Regions from separate parts of the Urocitellus parryii genome. Here region 2 is linked to region 1. Evidence: chromatin contacts called from public Hi-C data. All regions are on one chromosome and are shown on one strand. The core of a region is the stretch at or near the end of the contact, and the rest is flanking DNA. Distances in the headings are between cores, read along the strand shown.

Region 1 (4,651 bases), core at 1,357-3,856:
TTCCTATTCCACTGAGTTGCCAAAATGGAGAAACCTTATTTGGTATAACTAGTTGCCTGTTGAAATCCATTTCTTTCCTTCCAAAGTATAGACTAGTTGGGATATGGCTGCCCAGCTTAGTAAGGTACCATAACTAGTTCCAGCCAATGGAATATGAATAGAAGCAATGTGTCATTTTTAAAATTTTTGTCTTTTTTGTGCCCACATTTCTTAAAATAAACTTGTATACCAAGAACACATTCCTTCAACTACTAATTCATTCTCTGGTAAGACCCATTCAGTGTCTTTGAAATCATGTATGCCAATATAATTTGTACATTCCTTTACAGGTTTGACTTCAACCTGATTTCCCTAACATTAGAGTCTCAGTTATTTATCAACGATAATAATTAAATTGGAGAAAAGTAAATACTAGGCATTTTTGCATGTTCTCCCTTTGTTCAGTTCTCAATGGAACAAAATTCATGATTTAAAAATATATATCTGGTTGACTCTTTCCCTAAGGAATCTCTATCCAGAGATAATGTCTTAAACCAAAGATTTTTTTTTGGTCAAAGATAATCATCAGCTAATAAGTACTGGTGAAATTCTATACATCTGTAACCCAATCCCATTTCCTTTTCCATGTGTCTTCATACCTTTTGAATCAGACCTTTGATTGTTCTACTTCTTCACCCTCCATAAATATTAGTATTTGGGTAAAATGTAATTATGTGAAGTTTTCTGTATGGGTCACACTTTTACTGTCCTGCATTTAAATGCAAAAAGCCTTTTGATGTAAACACCCTCTCACACTTTCCTCCCAGTGGCTGTCCTATATTCTCCAGAAAGCCTTCCTGCCATGTATGACTGAGGAAATTGACTTAAGGATCTCTCATGCTTCATTCTAATTGCTCCAGGGTTCACTATGAATTTCTTGAAAGTTGACTAAGAATAGTATCTTATTCAGTATTTTACCTCCAAAGCCAGGTCAGTGCCAGGATAAAAATGATATACAAAAACAAGGTGAAACAAAGATCTCTAACTTCCTATCTTCCTTCATTATAAGGATCTACAGTACTTTATTCACATTTCTTTTTTGAGAAGTCTCTTTAATTCACATTCTATCAGACTTCAGAGAATAGAAAAACTATTCTTTGCTATCTCTGTCCCAGAATGAGACAGGAAAAATTAAAAAAAAACTGAACAAATTGTATCTTTTAACAAAAATAAGAGGGACTGCTAAAAAAGTAAATAAACTGTTATTAAGAGAACATAACAAATGAGTATTAAATTTAAAAAATTCCCCTCCAAATGATTTATTCCTTCATTCAATGATAAACAAATCCTGAATTACAACAAATCCATAACAGACCATGACTCAGGCTATCAAGGACAACTAGAAATATACATTTGCCATTTCACTGCCCAAGGTGTTGGTTTAGGCAAACAAAGTCCAGTTGTTACAAAGGACTTGAAATCTCTTAATAATCCAGTATTACCACAATTTGACAGTACAGATATTATGGATCACTTCTACTCAAGGGAGTGTCATCATTCCTGCTATCGCCCACTGGAAAAACTAAAAATAGCAGTAACAACTTCAAAATTATGTTATTTTGTTCAGTGACAGTCTCAAGTTAATTTAAGTACAAGTAGGAAAACATCAAACATCTAGGGTTCCTACCTCATGCAAATGCCGAGCTGCTTGAGAAAAGAGCTCAGGTTTACTTGCCACGATTTAATAATAATGTATATCTGACAGGGATCGTCAATCATCAGATACAATCACACCTTCCTTCATGAACCTAGCTAACACAAATGCACAATGTACAAGAGCGATTTTCAATGCAATGTAATTAATCTAACTCCAGAAGGTAACAGAGCTTTCAGTCAGACGAACTTGGAAGTCCCTGCCTCCCCTTTAACTCTACACAATCCCGCACACCAAGAAGCCGGGAGGCTGCCCAGTGCCAGCCTCCAGGGGGCATAGGTAAGTATCCGAAGATACCCAGTTATCCTCCCAAAAGAAGCAAAAGAGGTTACAGGAGTTGGAGCGGCGCTGGAAGCAGCCGACCATTCCTAGCAAGCTGGGCAAAAAGCCACCCCGAGGCCGCCGACCGCGACTACCGCCCCTCTGGCAGTGAAGCGTGGTCTCGACCCCACACCGCACACCGCAGGCCCCAATCCACGGTGAGAAGAATGGCCACCTTTCCCACGCCCCGCGCCAGCCCCCGAGAAAGCTGCTGCGGTCCGGAGGCCCGCAAGTCCGGGAAGAGGATGGGGTCCGGGAGGCTCGCGCTGCCGTTCCCCTTCAGCCCTTGGCGCTTCCCGAGGTCCGGGACACCCAAGTCCTCTCTCCGTGGCCCTGGGAGGCCAGAGACGTCTTCCCTCCGCAACCTCTGACCCCTGACCCTCTATCACCCAAGCACCTACCTCGGCTGGTTATCCAAGCCTCTCGAGTCTCTCTGCACTAGACCCGGGTCCCTCAAATGCCCTTGCAGACCCCCAGCAGGCATTCGCCGCCCACTGAACATCCGCCTAAGGTGGGCACGCGCGCGGTATGCTGGGTAGCGTCGGCTTTCACAGGGGGGCCCAGAAACCACAGCGCCCGGCTGCCGGGTGCGCGCTGGAGCGTGGGGTCAAAGTGAACGCGCACGTCGGAGCGCCCCGCCCCCTGTGTCCCGCTCTGGCTTCATGCGTCAATTCTGCGCAAGTCCACTCAGTTAAAGCCCATCTAAGGCTACCGCGAGAGTCTCGCGATAGCTCTGCTCAAGGATGTTATGAAATACAGGATTGGCTGGAATCCCGAAGCAGAAGGCGGGGCTTATTAGCAGATGTGGACGGGGCAAACCGGGGATAGGTGTAATTCGTTTACCTTAATTAATACAGATAAATATGGTAATCATGGGCAATATGTTAAACTAGAGATCCAGTTATAAATTGTGTAGAGATGTGATTTTAACTATAAAGGTGAATTCAGTATACTACCATTCAATTAAACAAATTCTTCCTTTCAAATTTTCAATGGAATTTTTAATCTTGTCTTTGGTAAGCACCCTGTATATCCTTTGAAAATTTTCTCTATGGAATGGTTTTCAATATTAGAATCACCAGAGCTCATTCCACATAAAAATAGTTCATTTTTCTTCCTTGTATCTCTGGTAACCCCCAGGTGTAAGACATCTGTTCACTCTTGACAACACTGAGTTCTTGCACCTATTAGATGCTATCAATCTAGTGACATTACAGAAATTAGAATCAACTGATTGGACATAGAAGATGGTAATAGTGAACCTCTAGGTGTTCATACAATTCAAATCCTGTAAAAGCATACTGCATATCTACTGAAGGTTCCGTTCCAGACAGCAATAAAGTGAATATTGCAATTAAGAGAGTCTCATAAGTTTTTGTTGTTGTTGTTTTGGTGCATACAAAAATTATATTTACACTATAGTCTTTGTAGTGCAAAATAACATTGTCTAAAAAAAAACATAAACACCTTAATTTAAAAATATTTTACTGTTAAAATTGCTAATGATCATCTGAGCCTTCAGTGCAGCATAATCCTTTTCCTGGTGGAGGGCGTACCTCCATGTTGAAGCTGCTCTAACTGATCAGAGAGGTGGTTGCTGAAGGTTGGAGTGGCTACAGCAATTTCTTAAAATAAGGCAACAATAAAGTTGCTGCATCATTTGACTCTTTCATGAAAGATTTCTCTGCAGTATGCAATGCTGTAGCATTTTATCCACAGAACTTTTTTTCAAAATTGTAGTCAATCCTCCCAAACCCTGCAGTGGCTTAATCAATTAACTTTAAGTAATATTCTGAATCTTTTGTTATTGTAATTTCAACAATGTTCACAGCATCTTCTCCAGAGTAAATTCATCTAAAGAAGCCATTTTCTTCATTTATCCATAAGAAACAATTACTTATGCACAGATGTTTTATCATGAGATTGTAGGAGTAGTCACATCTTAGGCATTGCTTGTAATTCTAATCCCCTTGCTATTTCCAGCACATATGCAGATACTTCCTCCACAGAAGTCTTGAACTCCTCAAAGTCATTCATCAGAGTTGGAATCAACTTCTTTCAAACTTGTTGATGTTGACTTTTTTTTAACACCGGACCCCATGAATCATAAATGCAGAAAGTCAAAATGACTCCTTGTTCCCTGGGCTGAAGAATGGATCTTGTGTTAGCAGGCATGAAGACATTAATCTCATTGTTCATTTTTAAAAATATTTATTTTTTAGGTGTAGATGGACACAACACAATGCCTTTATTTTTATGTGGTGCTGAGGATTGAACCAGGCTCCCGTCCTCTATTCCACCCCCCACTGCCCCCCCCCCCACTGTGCCAGGAAAGCTCTCTGCTGCTGTGCCACAATCCCAGCCCTCATTGTTCATCTTTTGTCAGAGCTCTTGGGTGACCAGTTGTATTGTTAAAGAGCAGAAATATTTTGAAAGGAATCTTTTTTTGAGAGCAGTAAATCTCAATAGTGAACAAACCATGTTGTTAACAGATCTTCTATCATCTAGACATTGTTGATCCATTTATAGAGAAAAAGTAGAATAGGTTCAATATTCACATAAGCCCTAGAGTATTTGGAGGAACAAATATGCTTTCAGCTTCAACTTAAAGTCACTGGCTATATTAGTCACTAACAA
Region 2 (4,651 bases), core at 891-3,390, 200 kb before region 1:
TAGGAGGACAAAAAAGAGAAAAGAAATCAAGGGGATTCTATCAAATAAAAGAAAGATGGGGTGAGTAGAAGGCGGCGGTTGGGAGGGGGGAGACCGGACAGAATAAAGGAAAAACAGTGGAATGAATCTGACCAAACTTTCCAATGTACATGTATGAATATAGTACAGTGGATTTCACCATTATGTATAACCACAGGAAACTAACTTTTCTTGAGAGAGAATTTTTTAATATTTATTTTTTAGTTTTTGGTGGACACAACATCTTTATTTTTATGTGGTGCTGAGGATCAAACCCAGTGCCTCACGCATGCCAGGTGAGTGTGCTACCGCTTGAGCCACATCCCCAGCCAGGAAACTAACTTTTTTAAAGAAATGTAAATGAGTAGAAAAAAATCAGTAGAGGAAAGGGAATAGGAAGAAGGAGGAAGAAGAGGTTAAGTGTAAGTATGGGGACTTAGTTGGAGCAAATTATGCTCCATGCATTTATAATTATGTCAAAATAAATCCTACTTAATGCATAAGTATTATGAATCAATAAAAAGTGTTTAAAAATTAAATGATACTTTATATACAAAGATATGAAAAATTGTGCTCTATATGTGTAATAAGAATTGTAATGCATTCCGCTGTCTGTATTTAAAAAAATAAAATCAATTAAATAAAAAGTTAAACGATAATGAAATTTAAAAATAAATAAAATTATAAAATTTGCACCAACTAGAAGAATAAGGAGGAGGAGGAGGGTTGTTGTCTCAGTTCAGACACTGTTGGGGGTCTGGGGAGAAGCCCAAGGAATCTCCTTTTTGGAGTATAATTTGGCAACCCTTATTGAAATGTAAAACATGGCTACATTCTCACCAATATTTTCACTTCTTTAAATCCACCCTATGGAAAAACTCCAAAATACTCAAAGATAACTTTGCATAGGTACTTCCAATCAAACCATTATTGTTTGTAACAGAGGAAACCTGAAAACTAGAAATAACTTTAATACACATTGGAGGATGCAGAATTCTCTTTCCACTTAAAAAACAAAATACATTTTTATGCAGTAACACTGAAAGGTATGCACAACATGGTTAAACAAAAAAAGACAGATTCAGAATTACATATATACAATTTTTATTTTATAAGTATGTATACTAAATATATGTATGTGCTAAATAAATATGTGTGTATATATACATATATAGTGTGTGTGTGCAGGCAATTTATTTACATATATAGAAGACACTGTACATTTAAATTCGTACTTTTTATTGTTTTACTTTTACAACCAATATGTAGTTTATATTTCAAGAAATCCGGTCATGCCTCAACTGTCATGTATCTGAGATCTTTTCTGAAAACCGAAAATGGTAAATACTCGATGTTTTTGCATTAGTTCACTCTCCAACTCCAGGGAGCAAATTCTACAAAGTAGGACACTGTAGCCTCGGATTATCGAAAAGGCTAATTGTCACTGGTTGGAGATATATATATATATATATATATATATATATATATATATATATATTTTTTAGGAACTGGGACGGGAAAGGAGGGCAGGGAAGCCAGGCGGAGCTGGGCGCTGACACCCACAGCGGACGGCCCGGGGACCGCGCAGCGGGGCCACGGAGGGCGAAGAGGCCGGGCCCTGGTGACGAAGGCCCGCGACACTGGCGCGATAGGAAAGCGACGCCTTGTGGGCTGGGAGAGGGAGCGGGGTCGGAGGGTCGAGAGACCACAGGGGACGAGAGGCGCGCGGGGACAGGGACGGCGCCCTCCCGGGCAGCGCGGGAGGCGGGCGCGCGGACGGCCGTACCTTCCCAGCTGAGCGCTCCTCCCGGCTCGCGCTTCAGGAACTTGTACCAGAAGGTGTCCACGCGGCCCGGCTCCGCCCCGTCGCGCGCCGCCTCCTCGGGCGCCAGCTCCACCTCCCCCAGCCACAGGCCGGGCTCCTGCAGCGCCAGCGCCCCCGCGCCCGCCGCCGCGCCCGCCGGCCTCAGGCGCACCGCGCCTCGCGGCTCCCAGCGCCCCAGCTCCGGCCGCGACCCCACGACCAGCAGCTCCGGCCGGGCGCCGGCCACGGCGGGCGGCACCACCACCCCGAAGCGGAACCGCATGGCGGCGGCGGCGCGGCTCCGGGTACCCGGGCTCCCCGCGCGAGCGGCCTCCGCGATTGGACGGCGGCGCGGGCGGCCCGGGGCGGCGGGGACACGTGCGGGGCAGCGCCTTTTTTGGGCTACATCACGCGGCCGGGCAGCGCTGGCCTCCTGCAGGCCCGGGCTGGCGACTTCGGGAAGTTGTCAGTGGAGCCACCAGAGGCCTCTTGCTGCACCGCAGCCGCCGGGCACCGGGGACCCAGCCATCGGAGGCGAAAAACGTCTAAACGTAGTGACTGTCCTGACGAATTTCCAAGAGACTCGAAATTACCTTTGCGAAGGTCAAAAAGGATCCGCATCTAGATAGGGCCCCAAATAGTGCAGTTGGAGGAGGGTCCTGGACCCAGCGGCGGGGCTCAGCCACTCTGAGTCTCTGGGTTTTTGTAAAATGAGGGTGTAAACCAGTGATCTTACGGGATCCACCTGGTTTAAAGGGTCTGGGGTGGGTGCAGGACGCCCTACTCAGGGCCTAGAGCTGACCCAAACACATCTCATACTTTTCCCCTGCCTACTCCTGTTAGATGCCTGGCAAAACACAGGATCGCTTTCTGTTTTTGAAAACACTCTATTTTTAGAATGTGGAAATGGGTTTGGAGTACATATTTTCAAGATCAAAACAAGACCAAAACTTTTATGGCTTTCATGATTTTTCTTTTAAAAATGGTATAGAAACAAAAACCCTTTATTTAAAATTTACTTCTAATAAAAATCACTACTTTTTAACTCAAAACATTTGAAGTCAAAAACCAGAGGCTTGAAGATCTTTGGCCAAGAGAAAAGTATTTAAATCTTGGCGGGGGGTGGGGGTGGCACTTCAATTTGTCCTTGTCACAGATAAAGAATGTTCTGTTTATGTTTGTTCCTTTTTGGTTTTTCCACTCTATTAGTCTCACGCCTTACTGTTCTATATTCACCAACATTTAACATAATAACACATCCTTTAAGTGAATTAAAGTCAGTACTTACTTGTCAGTTTTTGGAAACTTGTCAATAGTGAGGAGGAGGGGAAAAACAAAATTTTATGCATGCAGAAAATCATAAAAAATTATAAAATATTGTAAATTACACAAACGCTCTCTATAGAACAATTAGTACACTAATAATACATTTCATTCTTAAATGTTGATATTCCGCTCAAAGTTTGGTTGGTTGCTGTTACCGCTGACCGGTGTCGAGTTCTTGCTCCCCGATGTTGAAGAATAACACCAAAGAAGCACGCAGAGGCAAGGTCAGAGTAGAGATTAGAAATTTATTAAAGGACAGAAGAAAAGACTTCTCCCGGAGGAAGAAGGGGACCCAGAAGGTGGAATCCGTGGAAGTGCAGTTGTCTCCCCTTTTTATAGTTCTTTCAGTGATGGAATGTAGGTTGGAAGGCCAGAGGGGTGGGACACAGGTGGGCCAAAGAAGTGGTCTGAGCAGGAAGGACTTCATTATCACTCCTTTGTGATGGGCTATCTTCAAATCTGCTGGGGCTATTCATTAATACTTCTTCCAGGTGGACTTTGGCCTAGGGCCTTTTCGGGACTTCACTAACATTCCATGAATTGTCCTGTGTTTCCCTGAGTCATTCTCAGCATGGCCTCCATTTTAGATTTCACTCGGTATTAGACCCAATTTACCTAACTACACTAACTACCTAACTTTAAATCTGGCTTCATTGCTAAGCTTGAGGGTAGACACCAAGAAAAAATGTAAGACAGCAAGGCTGGCCAAACATGGCTGATTCCGTAGCAAAACAGACATGAACTCACAGTCGCATGTGAGTTGGTTTATTCAGGTTGCTGTTACAAAATATTCTTGGAGTAATTTTAGGAAAATAAGAGTCATTTGGCCATGCAACGACGGAATTCTGATTTCAATGACTTCTCATTTCTTCTGGAGCCAGCAGTTCAGTACTCCCTTGTGTTCCATTGTGCTGTCCGAATCCTATACTTTCCAAATGTCATTTGTTTTTTCCCACCAGTTCTTCCAAAGTGAGTCCTGCACATCCCATAGATGAAACTGTTAGACCAGGACGCAAGAAAAGACCACTGACTCCAATTAAAATCAAATTAAAGCAAGCTTATTATTTCGACCGGCCGGGCTGCCTTTCCCTCCCAAAACGGCGGGAACAAGACAGCCCCGAGGCTTCTTTGTGGCCCAGTTTTATAGCCCAAAAAGTTACACAAAGGGGGGGTTACAGATAACAACACTCTGAGGAGCATAACACAAGTTTACATTTTTGCTGGCCCCGGCATCAGAATTTATGGAGATCTTAGAGACTCAGAGAGGGTCATTGTCCAGCCAGGGAAGGCCAGAATTTATGAGGCGTCACTAAGGTTTAGGAAAGGGTTGTTATCTGGTCAGGGAAAACCGGACCTGGGTGAGTTCAGGGCACGGGCAGGCATTCCAAGTAGGTTCAGAATTTGCAGTAATTTATAGTAAAGCCGAAATTATCTTTTCATGGTTTTATGGCGAGATGCCCAATTTTAAGAAAGGTTGGGTCTATCAGAAACAATAACAGAAAA

What was found. A called contact is a pair of places that touch in the nucleus more often than the background predicts.
Region 2: a contact with region 1 is called in a Hi-C map of muscle, with 2.5 times the contacts expected there. The contact joins the promoter of Epm2a here to the promoter of Shprh in region 1. A contact is called at or near these places in 2 of 2 Hi-C or Micro-C datasets (liver and muscle).

The regions. Positions count from the first base shown.
Region 1 is chr8:19,960,636-19,965,286 of mUroPar1.hap1, reverse strand. Shprh (SNF2 histone linker PHD RING helicase) reads right to left here and starts at 2,606. Exons shown (of 31, transcript XM_077801664.1): 1 at 2,416-2,606.
Region 2 is chr8:20,160,011-20,164,661 of mUroPar1.hap1, reverse strand. Epm2a (EPM2A glucan phosphatase, laforin) reads right to left here and starts at 2,140. Exons shown (of 4, transcript XM_026397616.2): 1 at 1,805-2,140. The coding sequence starts at 2,105.